Linked DNA regions of Rattus norvegicus: all the other regions are linked to region 2. A link is a contact called in public Hi-C data. All regions are on one chromosome and are shown on one strand. The core of a region is the stretch at or near the end of the contact, and the rest is flanking DNA. Distances in the headings are between cores, read along the strand shown.

Region 1 (4,238 bases), core at 1,477-3,976, 450 kb after region 2:
GTGTCTGAAACTTATGATGACAGCGCAGCCACAAATCCACTTACAATTTTGTTGTCCTTGTTTGAAATGTCTGCAGATCCTGGCCAACTTGGAGCAAGGCTTAGCTGAAGACGGTGGTCTGAGCAGTGTCACCCAGGAAAGCAGGCAAGGTGAGCATTGCCCTTCTGATAGCTGAACACTGATCACTCAGGTTTGCAAGGCTCAGCAGTACAATTGGTTCCCACTCTTACCCAACAGTGAATGATCCCTTCCCCCGTTTCCCAGGTAGCATCTACTCTGGGTAGACGAGAGGAAGAACGAGGGGTTTTACCCAATGATGAGAAATACAAACAGGCTGAGGATGGCCCAGCCCAGCTCCTTGGTGCACTGGGACTTTCCATTTGGCTGGGCAGATCTGCATAACAGGAGGGGAAGGGAGCCACAGTGTGAACTGTCAGTGGCTGAACATCCCGATCTGTCATGCTACCTTGACTGGCAGTCAGTCACCTGTGGACACATGGTGGACTGTAGGGGCAGATCAGCCGCTAAGAGGATTCCGTTTGCTGTAATGAAGTACCCAGCTCTGGTTAATTTATAAAGGAGAGAGTCGTACCTGGCTTACGGTTCTGGAGTCTGGGATGCCCATGAGATGGTGCTGGCATGTGGCGAGGTCTTCTGCATTGTAACAGGAAGTAGGCAGCACACGATGAGACAAGGAAGTGTCTTCTTAGCTCCGTTATAAAACCAGTGAGGCCAGGCATGGTGCCACACATTTTTAATCCCAGCACTTGAGAGACTGAGGTAGGCAGATTTCTGTAAGTTTAAGGCCAGCCTGGTCTACAAAGCAGGGCTACACAGACAAACCCTATCTCCAGAAACAACAACAATAGTAGTAATAGTGATAATTAATACATAAATAAACCATCAACATGTGGCTTTAAGGATTATGTCCCCAGTACATTTCTACCATAGCAGTTATTCTGGCTACAGTATGCTGAATACCCCAGCAAGGAGCCAGCCAGTCCCTTTCAGTTTATGATTCCCTGGGTGTGAAGGGTCAGGTGTGTATGTGTGCTGCGTACCAGGTAATTGATATGTAATGTATGCATGTGTGGCATGGGTGTGTGTGTGTGTGTGTGTGCATGTGTGCATGCATGTGTGTGCATTTACGTGAGTATGTCCTGCTGATAACTAGACTCTGAGACTTATCTGTTTGCCCGAGTTGATGCAGGCAGTGCACCTCAGCTCTTACTCCTGATGATCCCAAGAACGATCAGTCAGCCCTCCCCTCACATCAAATGTCTATGAAGGGATCATTCCAAGCACAGTGAGTTCACATAGAGCCAGTTTGAGAACCAAAGAAGAGATGGTCAGAGAAGGTTCTGAACCAGGAGATGGTTGGTATCAGACCTGAGCAGAGAGGTGCACTGTTTGTCTGCTGCATCCATAATTGTGGCTACCAGACATATCCTGTCTTCGAGTGGGAGTGCTTCTATCCTTCTATCCATGGAGCATTTTTGTGGCCACTACCGGTGTCCACCCTCAGTAAAGCCTGTGAGAAAGGCAGACCAGTGTTGTTCCTATCTGAAACTAAAGGCCTAGGAAAGTGGTCCGTTCCAGGCTGCAGAGACAAAACTGCCACTAAACCCAGCTTCCATGCAGCTGCTGGACACAGGCGGGCTGTGTGCATGGGTCAGCCTCGACCCTGGGCAGCAGACGTGCTGTGTCTGCATCAGACATGCTCACAGGAGTAGGGTTGTGGGCTCCCGATTATTGCTTGGCCTCTGTCTAAGCTGGGCTGTATTTCCTGCTGCGTCTGTGCAGATGGTCTCTTATGGGAGCCCACTCTGGGCATCCCACTGAGAACACTGTCTCCTGTGTCCAGTGAAGCATAGGGTGAGACCTGGTGAGGATAGACTGGGAGGCGGGGGCTTCGTTCCAGCACATGGGGTGCGGCAGTTGCCAGCTCGCTCGCAGGAGCACAGTTGCTTGTGCACACTCACACCTCTCTCTCCTGCAGCCTCTGTTCAGCTGTGGAGGTCTCGTCTGGGCCGAGTGCTGTACTCCATGGCAAACTGTCTGCTCCTGATGAAGGTATGTGGGCGGCTGAGCTGTAGTGCACCTTGTTCTAGCAGACAGTGTCAGCTGGAGGCTGCAAGAGGTGCTGTGTGTTCCGACAGGCCTGACAAGGAAGTGAGCCGTGGGCCCCGGCAGTGTTCATCATGGCCTAGATTGCTCAGTAGAGTTAACTCTCACTTGGGGGCCTAACTTGTCACTTTAAAATTTCCACAGAAAACAGTTTATATTACTGAATTTAATTGCACGGGCCTAGGTCTAAATGTTCTAATTAAAACTGCTCATTCCACCACCACCACCACCCCCCCCCCCCGTTTTCCTCTGAACTCCATCCAGAAAAGTGTCCTTTGTTCTGCCTGTTTTAGTGTGAGGGTCATTTTTTTTAAATGATTGATGGTTTTGACATCTGACGGCAGGCTTTCCCACCAGACCCACTTGTGAGAAGCTCTCTCTGAGCTTTGCACCTGAGGAGCCAGTGTGAATCAGGGAGCCCAGCCGGGCTGTCAGTCACTGTATTTCCAGTCTATTCTCCACCCAGGCCCTGCCAGCGCAGGCAGCCGTGTCTTCAGGCTTCTCTCTCATTTTGAATACGTCCCATGCCTGGCTTGCCTCCCGCCCTGGGCACGGGGGGCCTGCCACAGAGCTGGCGGCCTTGCTGCCAGCTGCAGGCACTGAAGCCGCCACAGAATCTGTCAGCAGCAGACGCCCAGAGCAGTGCCTTTAACACCTTCCGAGCTGTGGTGAGACAGCTCATCACTCCTCCCACAGCCAAGGTCATCCTGCTCTGACTGAGCGTCCGCCAGCGGGCAGCTTACCAAGTGGAAAGACGTACCCCTCGCTTTAGCCCGACTGGCAGCCCTCCATGCGGCCATCTCCTTGCATTTGGCAGGAAAGTGTGTGGCCACAGCCCAGCCATAGGACAGTGTGCATCCTCTGCACCTCTGCAGACGTGTGATGTGTGACATTGGGTGTAGACAGGCTCATCTGGTAGGTGACCTTGACACAGGAAGAACAGGTTTCCTAGCATCTCTCCCAGCCATCGTCCTCATAGCTCTTTCCCACTTCTGAACACATTACAGATTTTGTAGTTCTGTGCCTGAGACATTTGCACATGGTCTGTTGCCTGCAGGGCCACTTTGTTCTGGTCTCTTCTCTCCGCTGCCTCCCTGGTGACATCATTGCAGAGCCTGCCCCACCTCCCCGTGTGCTGCCGCCCTCAGCCAAGAGGGGCCTGCTTCTTTCTGTCCCACTGCCCCCTGTACAGGCCTGCCTCTCAGCACTGCTGTGGCCAGTGGCAACCTTAGAAAACACAGTGAGCATCCAGTGTCTCCTGGGCGTCTCTGAGTCTTGGTTGCCAAGCCTGCTTAGGCTTACAGCACTGGTGGTACCCAACCACAAGCTGAAGCTCCTCAGGGAGGAAGTCACTGCTCTGCTGCAGGGCACTCAGCTTGCATTTCTGAGATGCTGTGTTAGAAAGTAGTGTAATAAAAATGCGTTTCTTTGTTTTACTGCAGTAGTGATACCATCAGTAGTGTAGGCACAGGCAGGCACCAAACGTCTGCCTGTGGCATCCTGTCACCCAAGACTCAGTACGGGACAGATTATCATGTCTCAAAAATACTTCCACAGTGGATGTAATTTAAATTAAAAGTTTGGTTTAATCTTGATTTTTCATGAGTTAAAGGGGTGAAAGAAATGTTCTGAGTGAAGTGGATGCGAGCACATGCGTTCTGCTGCCATCTAGTGGACATAACCAGTATTACCACAGTAGCTGGGCTGCATAGCGGGGCCTGTGCTAGCTAACAATGACCTAATTAATCAGTCTTTTAATGATAAGAAATCTGCTCATGTGTTCCAGTTCTGAGTGTCCCACAATATATTTCCAGGAATACTCACTTGCAAGACAAAGCCCTCTGTTCTTGCATGTGATATCCTTGGGTCTCACAGGAGCCTTAAGATACCTGTGCCACTAGAGTGAACCAGGACACTCTTCAGCTTCACATCCCCTTACCTCCCACACAACATTCTGACTGCTGTGGCTTCTGTTCTGCCACACACAGGGTGCCTCCTGTTTGCTTAGGTCACACCTCATAAAGCCTTTGTTGGCAACAAAGCAGCCATTAATGTGATTTAGCAGTCACTCAGCCAATGAAGTTTTTAGGTACAAGTCAGGCAAGGATGAA
Region 2 (3,806 bases), core at 478-2,977:
CTAGTGGAGGGGACAGGAGAGAAATGCATAAGCATAGACATCAAGTATCTCTCTTTCCCAAAGAGAGGTACTTTGTGATGCCTCAGACAGAACAGGAAGTTCGGTGGTCAGAGACAGGCCAAGGAGAAGAGGGCATTTCTGTGGCCAAGCAGAGCCTTGAACCTGAGTTAGGGGAGAGACAAGGGGCAGGTGTGGCCTGTGTGAATGAAGTGGAGGGGTGGCACACTTTTGTGGTCGAAATACAAATACCTTGTGAGTAACCCCCTAGGGCACAGAGAGGAGGTAACATAAGACAATTTTGAACCTGAAAAGAAGGAGGGAGCCTGTCCATGGCGTGAAAGACTGAAGTGGAGTGAAGAGCTGAGGCTCAGCCGGAGCCTGGCAGGCCTGAACGTGGATCCTGGCCGGTCCATGTGGAGCACATAGGAGGAGGTGGAGCACTATGAAGGGAGCAGGTGGGTATCATGGAGGCCCCAGAACAGGGCGTTTCTGAGGTTATGAGGCACTGTGCATGAACTTTAAGCAGCAGGTAGAAGGATTCTATCTGTACCATAAGAAAGAATTCTTACCTAGAACCGTTTGAAGAATGAATGAAATGTAGTTCCTGAAGGGTCACAGAGATGAGCAAAACCTGGTTGTGAGAGACCTGAGAACTGTGGAAGGCGCCATGGACAGTGGTCGAGGCCTGTTTATATTCTGCTTCAGACTAGCGGAGAGGAGTTAGGCTACCAGAATCTGAATAGAGAAGCAGGTACAACTGGGGAGAAAGTCAGGAATGGCCCTGACTGCAGGTTTTGAGTGGCCTGTGACTCTCCAACAGTGTACAGCATAGGGGCAAAGAAAGCAGAGCCCCAAGCAAAAATAGGGCATCTACTGGGGAGAGGCCAAACCACCCAGGATGGACTGGCACAGGATCGAAAGGACATGAACAGACTCTGGGGGTTGGAGTCACCAATGGTGTAGGGTAGACCGCTGAGTAGCACTAGGGAGGCCAGGAAGCTGGGGCCTCCCTTGTCCAATCCCCTGAAAGGCCATCTAGAAGGAAACTCAATGAGTCTACCACAAGTGACCTTGAACACTCCTTTCTCTCTGCACGGTGGCAAGCAAGCTTCTTCTCAGTTCTCACACTGTCCTACTTTTCAAAGGTGTGGGCTCAGAGAGGACACCTGCAGAATCTGGAATGAACCAACGAGTTGATATGCATGCTGCCTCTGGCCAGCAGCTGGGAGCCCCTCCCCAGCCAGAGAAGCTAGCCTCAGCTTAGACTGGGCAGTCTCCAGTGTAGCCAGTACAGCTGGTTGGAGCAGGACAAGCAACCAAGCATGCAGCCGACTATGCACACTAGTGCCAGAGTGGGCCATGAGTGGTACGCCTTCTAGGACTTCAGATCCACAGGACATTTCCAGTCCCCACTTCCTGCCCTTTCTCCACAACACCAGGAATGTACACATATGCTCACACCCACACGAGTGGTTCATGTGTGCAAAAGCACATGTACCATGCATACACCCAAATGTGTACAGCCACATAAGGGCGCATATGCACACACATGTGCACCTGTGTTTACATAAACATACTCCACAGTCCATTGACTCCCTCAGGGATGAAGTGTCCCTCTCCCCCTACCTCCTTTGCAACTTAGAAAACCTTCTGGCCTCCTGCCTCCCCAGTGAGCACTCTCTGCACACAGGGACTTCCCAGCCCTGTCCTGCCTGCCATGGGCTGCTCTCCTGCCATCTGGCCACGGCGTCTGATAAGCATGGGCAAGCAGCCAACTTGGCCCCGGCTCTGCATGTAGGCTGGACTGGCAGATAAATTGGTTGTGGAGGGGAGCAAGGAGGGGGAGTGGGGGGCCTAGGGAGGAGGGGGTGCAGGCAGAAGAAGAATTTTAGATTCACCCTCTGCTAAGCCACGCTCCAGCTTTCCAAACTCATTGCAGTGCTGTGAAGCTGACAGAGTGCCAGTCGGGAGCAGGCAGATGGTGCTGGGCGGGTGTGGGCCAAGTGGGAATGGGCAAGGACCTTGTCAGAGTAGACGTAGGGCAGCAGGCCCATCCTTACCCTACCCTTGCCCCCACCCCTACTGCCATCCCCAGGAAAGCTGTGGCCTGCTAACCTCACTACCTGTAAAGGATGCTCCAAATCGTTCTGGCTCATTCCTGTCCTGAGAGGCACTGACCTAAGACCTTGGAGTTGCTCAGGAAAAGACTTGGTTGTGGCCACTGGGCTACTGCTATACACTGGGCAGGTGGCCCGATGTCAGCTCTTGCACAGAGCAGTCAGTCATGACACTAGTGTGACCTCTGAGATCTCTAGAGATAAACCTTGAAGAGCACAAGATTTAGACACCAATATACACATATTGCTGAGGTCAGTTGTTACTAGAGACTGAGGGGATGTCTCCTTGGAAGAGGAGTGAGGACTCTATGACAGGGGTTAGCAATATGGCCCCTTGTTACTTAAGTCAGTGTCTAGTAAAAAGTTCCTGCTTCTCACACCACAAACTGAGCCCCACCATTCCCTGTTGATCATGTGAGCATTTTCTTGAAGTCACACAGTGAATGAACCTCTATAAGACAGGCAATGGACCTAAATGGAACTACCTAACGTGGCCAGCTAGAACCCCCACAAATAGAACAAGACCCAAAGAGGAAGCGAGAAGATGGCCATGCCCACTGTGAACAGGTTCTCCTGGTTTCTGACCTCCCTGAGTTTGCTGCTTAGTCCAGAGCAGCTGTGAACTGTGGGACTGCTGGAGGCTGGGATGGAGTGCGTTGAGGGATGGGTTCAGGGGTACTCCCATAGGCAGGTCCACTCAGGCCTTCCTGGGCTGTCTGTGGCATGTGCAGCCATAGCTATTTGATGTCTGAAGCAGGTCCAAGAAGGTAGAAGTCAGAAGCAATCAGCCTCAGTCTATGTAGTGTTCTCTGTATTGACTTTGAACGTGTCATTTGCCTGTCCTGAAATCGCAACTTCATTTGTCCTTAGCATAAAACATGAAGAAGGTAGACACCTTCAAGGCCCTGAGCTGTCTAAATGCCTAATAATGCTTACAAATAGTAATTCCACAGAAACAGCAATAGAAACATGCCCACTAGACCCCCTTGAACCTACCCTGTCCCTCACATCTAAGGAGGTGTGGGGCAAAACCATCTGAAACCAACAAGAGGAGGATGCTAAGACCAAAAATACCTGCCCCCACCCTCCACTCCTGAACCTCTCCAGCCAAGTGGAAACTAAGTGCTTTAAGGACACTGTCGATTACAAATCAAATTTATCCCCAAGAAAGCGAAGATTTGTAGTATATCATTAGAAGAGCATATGGCCACTCCAATCTCAAGCTAAACTTGTCTATGAGAGTGGCCACTGTGGTTACTCTCCAGACATCCTTGTGTTAAGATCCTAATCCATAGGCGATGGTATTCAGAGGAGCAGGGTCAGTATATATTAGGTCATTAGAACAAGACCTTTATGATAGGAATTATTTACTTTAAAAAGGGGGGGGGTCCAAGAAAGCTCTCAGCCCATCTGAAACGCAAGAGCATAAAAGGACATCTATGAGGTATACAATGAATCTTCTCCAGAGTCTATCAGACCTCTACCCTAGACTTTCAAGCCTCCAGAACTATAGAAAATAAACTTCTACCATTTACAAACTGCTTCACCTATAGTGACTTGTTATTGAAATTCACACAAAAATAGGATGAGAATGGAGCCTTGCTGTAGCAAATACCTAAAGCCATGGAGACAGCTTTGAAACTAGTGATGGATATCGGGAGAATTTGGAGACGTGTTCAATGAAAACTC
Region 3 (4,058 bases), core at 438-2,937, 260 kb after region 2:
AGACACCACCTAGTGCTACACTAACACCATATCAACAGCAGGTTAGAACAATGCTAGTACCACACTGGCACCACACAAGTACCACCCTCACCATGCTAATCCCATGCCAGCACCATGCTAGCCATGCCAACACCACACTAACCATGCCAAACCCACACCCTCACCATGCTAATCCCATGCCAGCACCATGCTAGCCATGCCAACATCACACTAACCATGCCAAACCCACACCCTCACCATGCTAATCCCATGCCAGCCTCACCATGCTAATCCCATGCCAGCACCATGCTAGCCATGCTAACATCACACTAACCATGCCAAACCTACATTCGTACCACACTAACCACGCTAGCATCACGCTAAAGCCAGCAATATGTACCAGTCACTGCAAAAGACCATGCATCAACTTATAAGAGAACACTGGACACTGGTATGTTGGGACCTACATGCTACAATATGAACAACACGGACCGATCAATAGCCATGGCAACCAGAGTGATGAATTGAACTTCTCATACATGACCCAGGAAGTATGTGACAACAGACACCAAATCCTGCAGTGCCTAATACCCTTCTGGTGCCATGAGAATGCTTCTGCCGGCCACCACCATGTGCCAGCAGAGCTCTACAGATGTAGCAATAGCCTGGTTAGAGCCATTGAAAGTGGAGACCTCAACATACTCACTCATTCGGTAGTAGACACACCTGTATCTCTTTCATGCTTCCTCAAAGAAGTGCTTGGTAGAGAGCAGCCACCACCATCTGTGCCCACCAACACCTGGCACGCACTGCCCCAGAGTCATGGCCAGTGGTACTTCTCCAGTGTCTTTTTGTTTGCTCACTCTTGCTCTCTCTTTGCCACTGACAGTACCCCACTCCACTTTAATAGAGAGGTGGACAGTCCCTCTGTAGTGACCTGTAGGATCCTCATGCACTGACCCCATCCCAGGCACAGGGTGGGTGGTCATAAGTAACTGTGCCTCTTGACTACAAAGTACATGAAAATAGTGTAGAACCACACACAGCCAGGCAGGGGAATCTGCGTAGGGGGAGGTGGTTTGTATTAGAGCTGGTAGTCTAGCTGCAATGATCTTACAAGGCAGATTACTGTATGTTTTATGGAGAGAATCTGGGTGAAGAATCTACGAGCCCTCCCTGTTGTTTCTTACCTGTGAACCTGTAATTGTAGCAAACTAAGAAGGCTTCTTAAAGCAGGGAATACAGATTTCTCTGACCTTGCAAATGAAGTCTGATCTGCATTCTGGCTGGGCCCCGGAATGGGTGGCAAAGATAAGCTCTTGTAGTCAGCTAGGACTAGAAACCGCTGTCCAGGATACCGATCTTCAGTTTTGTCTCCTCTCTTCCCTAGAGGTGGGGGCGAGGGGGGTGCTGGAGAGAACAGTTTCACCACAGGCTCCCTTAACAAAGCCTGGTGCAACACTAATGGCTAACAGAATCATTCAGGTGAGTGACTTCCCTCCACCAGCACGACATGGGTTTTTAAAGGAGTTTTGGCAGCCAGCATACAAATCAAAGGTTGGACAGAGCTGTCTTCTCTCAGTGGCTCTCTTTGCTTCACTAAACCATATCGCTCAAGTGATCTGGGCAGGCTGTGTGCTGCTTCCCCCAGCGCTGTGCCAGGAAACCCCGTCTACAGAGCTAGCACTCCCCGGTGGATGGGCTAGATCCTTCCAGCTGTCAGTCAGAGTGCCTGAGAATGATTCTATTCAGGGCACTGCATCATCAGAGGGAAGGCAGTGACGGGGAGTCGGGAGCCATGCGCTTTTTAATTATCTGCAGATCTCGACTGCAAAAATGATACTTCTGTCAAAGCGAAGGGTAACTAACGATTTTTCTCTGTGTGCTCAGCAGAGTGTGCCAAGAATTATGATAAGGGCGACACCTCATCTGCTCAGACCTTCCAGAGAAGGCTTGGGTTTCTCTCTCAGTACCGAAGGGGGGGGAAAAACTGTAAGTGAAATCTGTGGGTCAGACCAATGGACCTGTTTGATGGGGGTTAATGGAGACAAGAGATAACAATACCTCACCACCATTCTGATGCTGCACTCCGTGGTCAAGTCAGGGAGAGACTCAGATCATCCAGGACACCATGTTTATTAGGGTAACAAACTAATGCATGCTTCATTCTCACTCAGCCTGAAACTCAGATGGTTTGTGGCCAGGCAGTACTCACAGACCTCCTACAGGGCCTAGGGACAGGCCCGAGTCCCCATGTGTGACTGCTACAGTGCCTTGGAGCCAAGGCACTCTGCACTCAACTGGCCTGAGCTTAGGACCAGGGCCATGGGGCACACATATGTGGCCACAAGTGGGAACTCCCGTTGTGTTCCTCTTGCTTTTCTCTCCCACTTGGACTGACCGCAGCCATCGGTTGAACTGCAGAGTGCACAGGGACTCTGATGTGACTCACAGGTTTCCTTAGCAAGCTGTGCTTATCTGCAGCAGACCCAGAGAAGCACAATGCATTTATCAGACCGGGCCCTATTACGAAACACAGCAGACCAGCATCTTAGTCAGCAGAAGCTGACATTTTATAGTCCTTCAAGATGCAAATCCATGACCAGAATGCCAGCAGGGCCAGGTGCTGGCGGGCCCTCCTCTCTGGCTCCAGACAGCACATGTCTTTAATCAGACAGACAGACAGATCACCCTGGCTTCTCTCCTCATCAGGGCACTGATCTTGTGATGGGAACACCACCCACGGCCTCATTTCCAAACACCATTACGCTGAAGATTAGGCTAAAACAGCCACAGCACACATCAAAATCACCTTGCATCATGGGAGACAGTCCTCACAGTTGGAGCCCACCTCCTCCAGCTTTAAACAAGGGTTTCTTAGCATATGCATGGTTTGTATTTCTGACTGAGTATCTGTGAGCCGAGACTGTTTGCTATGTATGCTCCAGGATATGGCACGCCATGCCTGATCTCTATCCACTAGATGCCAGTAACACCCCATAACTGGGACATTCAAAATTGTCTGCAAAGATTCCCAAAAGTCCTGAGGGAGGCAAGAACACCCTTGGTTGAAACCACAGACTTAAAGAGAACTCATATCTCACAACACAGTATGCACAGGATCTAATCTAACATTACTTTGCATCCTAGGAGTCAGGAAAATCAGGTTCTCAGAGTTAAGGACAGCCAGCACATGCCAACCTTGAGATGCATTCGATGTCTGAATTATCTATCCATCTACATTCAGCTTGATCACAGTGCTCCAGAGCTGAAGGTGAACATGGCAGAAACAGAAAGGCTTCAAACACCTGCAGAGAAACAGCATTTACACCACGGAGATGTCGGAGGAGGAAAATACAAACCATAGGAAGAAAAAAATCGAAGTCCCAGATGGTTTCAGCCAATGACTTCAGATTACAGGAAAAAGCTAAAGATGTCAAAGACAGTTGCATATGGTCAATCTCATTAGGAAGACAGGGAGGCAAAGCAAAGCACAGCCTTTGAACCCAGCAGGGCAGGGCTGGAGACTCAGGGCAGCGGTGAAGAGAATGAACTGCTCTTGCAGAGGTTGGCTCCCAGCATCCACATTGCAGCCTTGCAACCACCTGTAATTCCAACTCCAGGATATCCAACATCCTTCTCTGGCCTCAGTGGGCACTTGCACTCACATTCACAACTACACACACACACACACACACACACACACACACACACACACACACACACACTTAAAAATAATAATAAGGAAGGACCTACTAGGTAATTTGAAACTCCTGACCAAGAAAACTCCCAGCCCAGATGGTTTTGCTGCAATTCTGCCAATGCCTAAGGGGGAAGTGAAATATATTAGCCCACAATAGTACTGAGTTCACAAGTCCAGCACTGCTGGTGTCACCAGTATGCAGACGAGGAAACCAAACACAGCCTTCATGGATGTAAATGCCAAACTCCTTGGCACAATGTTAGCAACTGAAACCAGTGGAGCTGGGTTAGGACAGCAGATGTCAGCAAAGGGGGCCTTTCTGGGGCACATAACAATCAGTCAGCCATCCACTATGTGAACAAACCGAGGGAAACCA

The links. A called contact is a pair of places that touch in the nucleus more often than the background predicts.
Region 1: a contact with region 2 is called in a Hi-C map of frontal cortex, with 4 times the contacts expected there. The contact joins two enhancer-like sites. A contact is called at or near these places in 2 of 12 Hi-C or Micro-C datasets (the A7r5 cell line and frontal cortex).
Region 3: a contact with region 2 is called in a Hi-C map of the A7r5 cell line, with 2.3 times the contacts expected there. The contact joins two enhancer-like sites. A contact is called at or near these places in 2 of 12 Hi-C or Micro-C datasets (the A7r5 cell line and frontal cortex).

Annotation. Positions count from the first base shown.
Region 1 is chr6:51,058,634-51,062,871 of GRCr8, reverse strand. It overlaps Trappc12 (trafficking protein particle complex subunit 12), which reads left to right. Exons shown (of 12, transcript NM_001398781.1): 7 at 77-149; 8 at 2,000-2,073. Among named protein-coding and RNA genes, the nearest start is that of Adi1, 25 kb to the right of the region's middle. Within about 2 kb of position 2,726, at least 34 of the 93 cell types and tissues checked have an H3K27ac peak or open chromatin away from gene starts, as enhancers often do.
Region 2 is chr6:51,507,707-51,511,512 of GRCr8, reverse strand. No RefSeq gene overlaps it. Among named protein-coding and RNA genes, the nearest start is that of Myt1l, 390 kb to the left of the region's middle. Within about 2 kb of position 1,727, at least 10 of the 93 cell types and tissues checked have an H3K27ac peak or open chromatin away from gene starts, as enhancers often do.
Region 3 is chr6:51,248,925-51,252,982 of GRCr8, reverse strand. No RefSeq gene overlaps it. Among named protein-coding and RNA genes, the nearest start is that of Eipr1, 130 kb to the right of the region's middle. Within about 2 kb of position 1,687, at least 23 of the 93 cell types and tissues checked have an H3K27ac peak or open chromatin away from gene starts, as enhancers often do.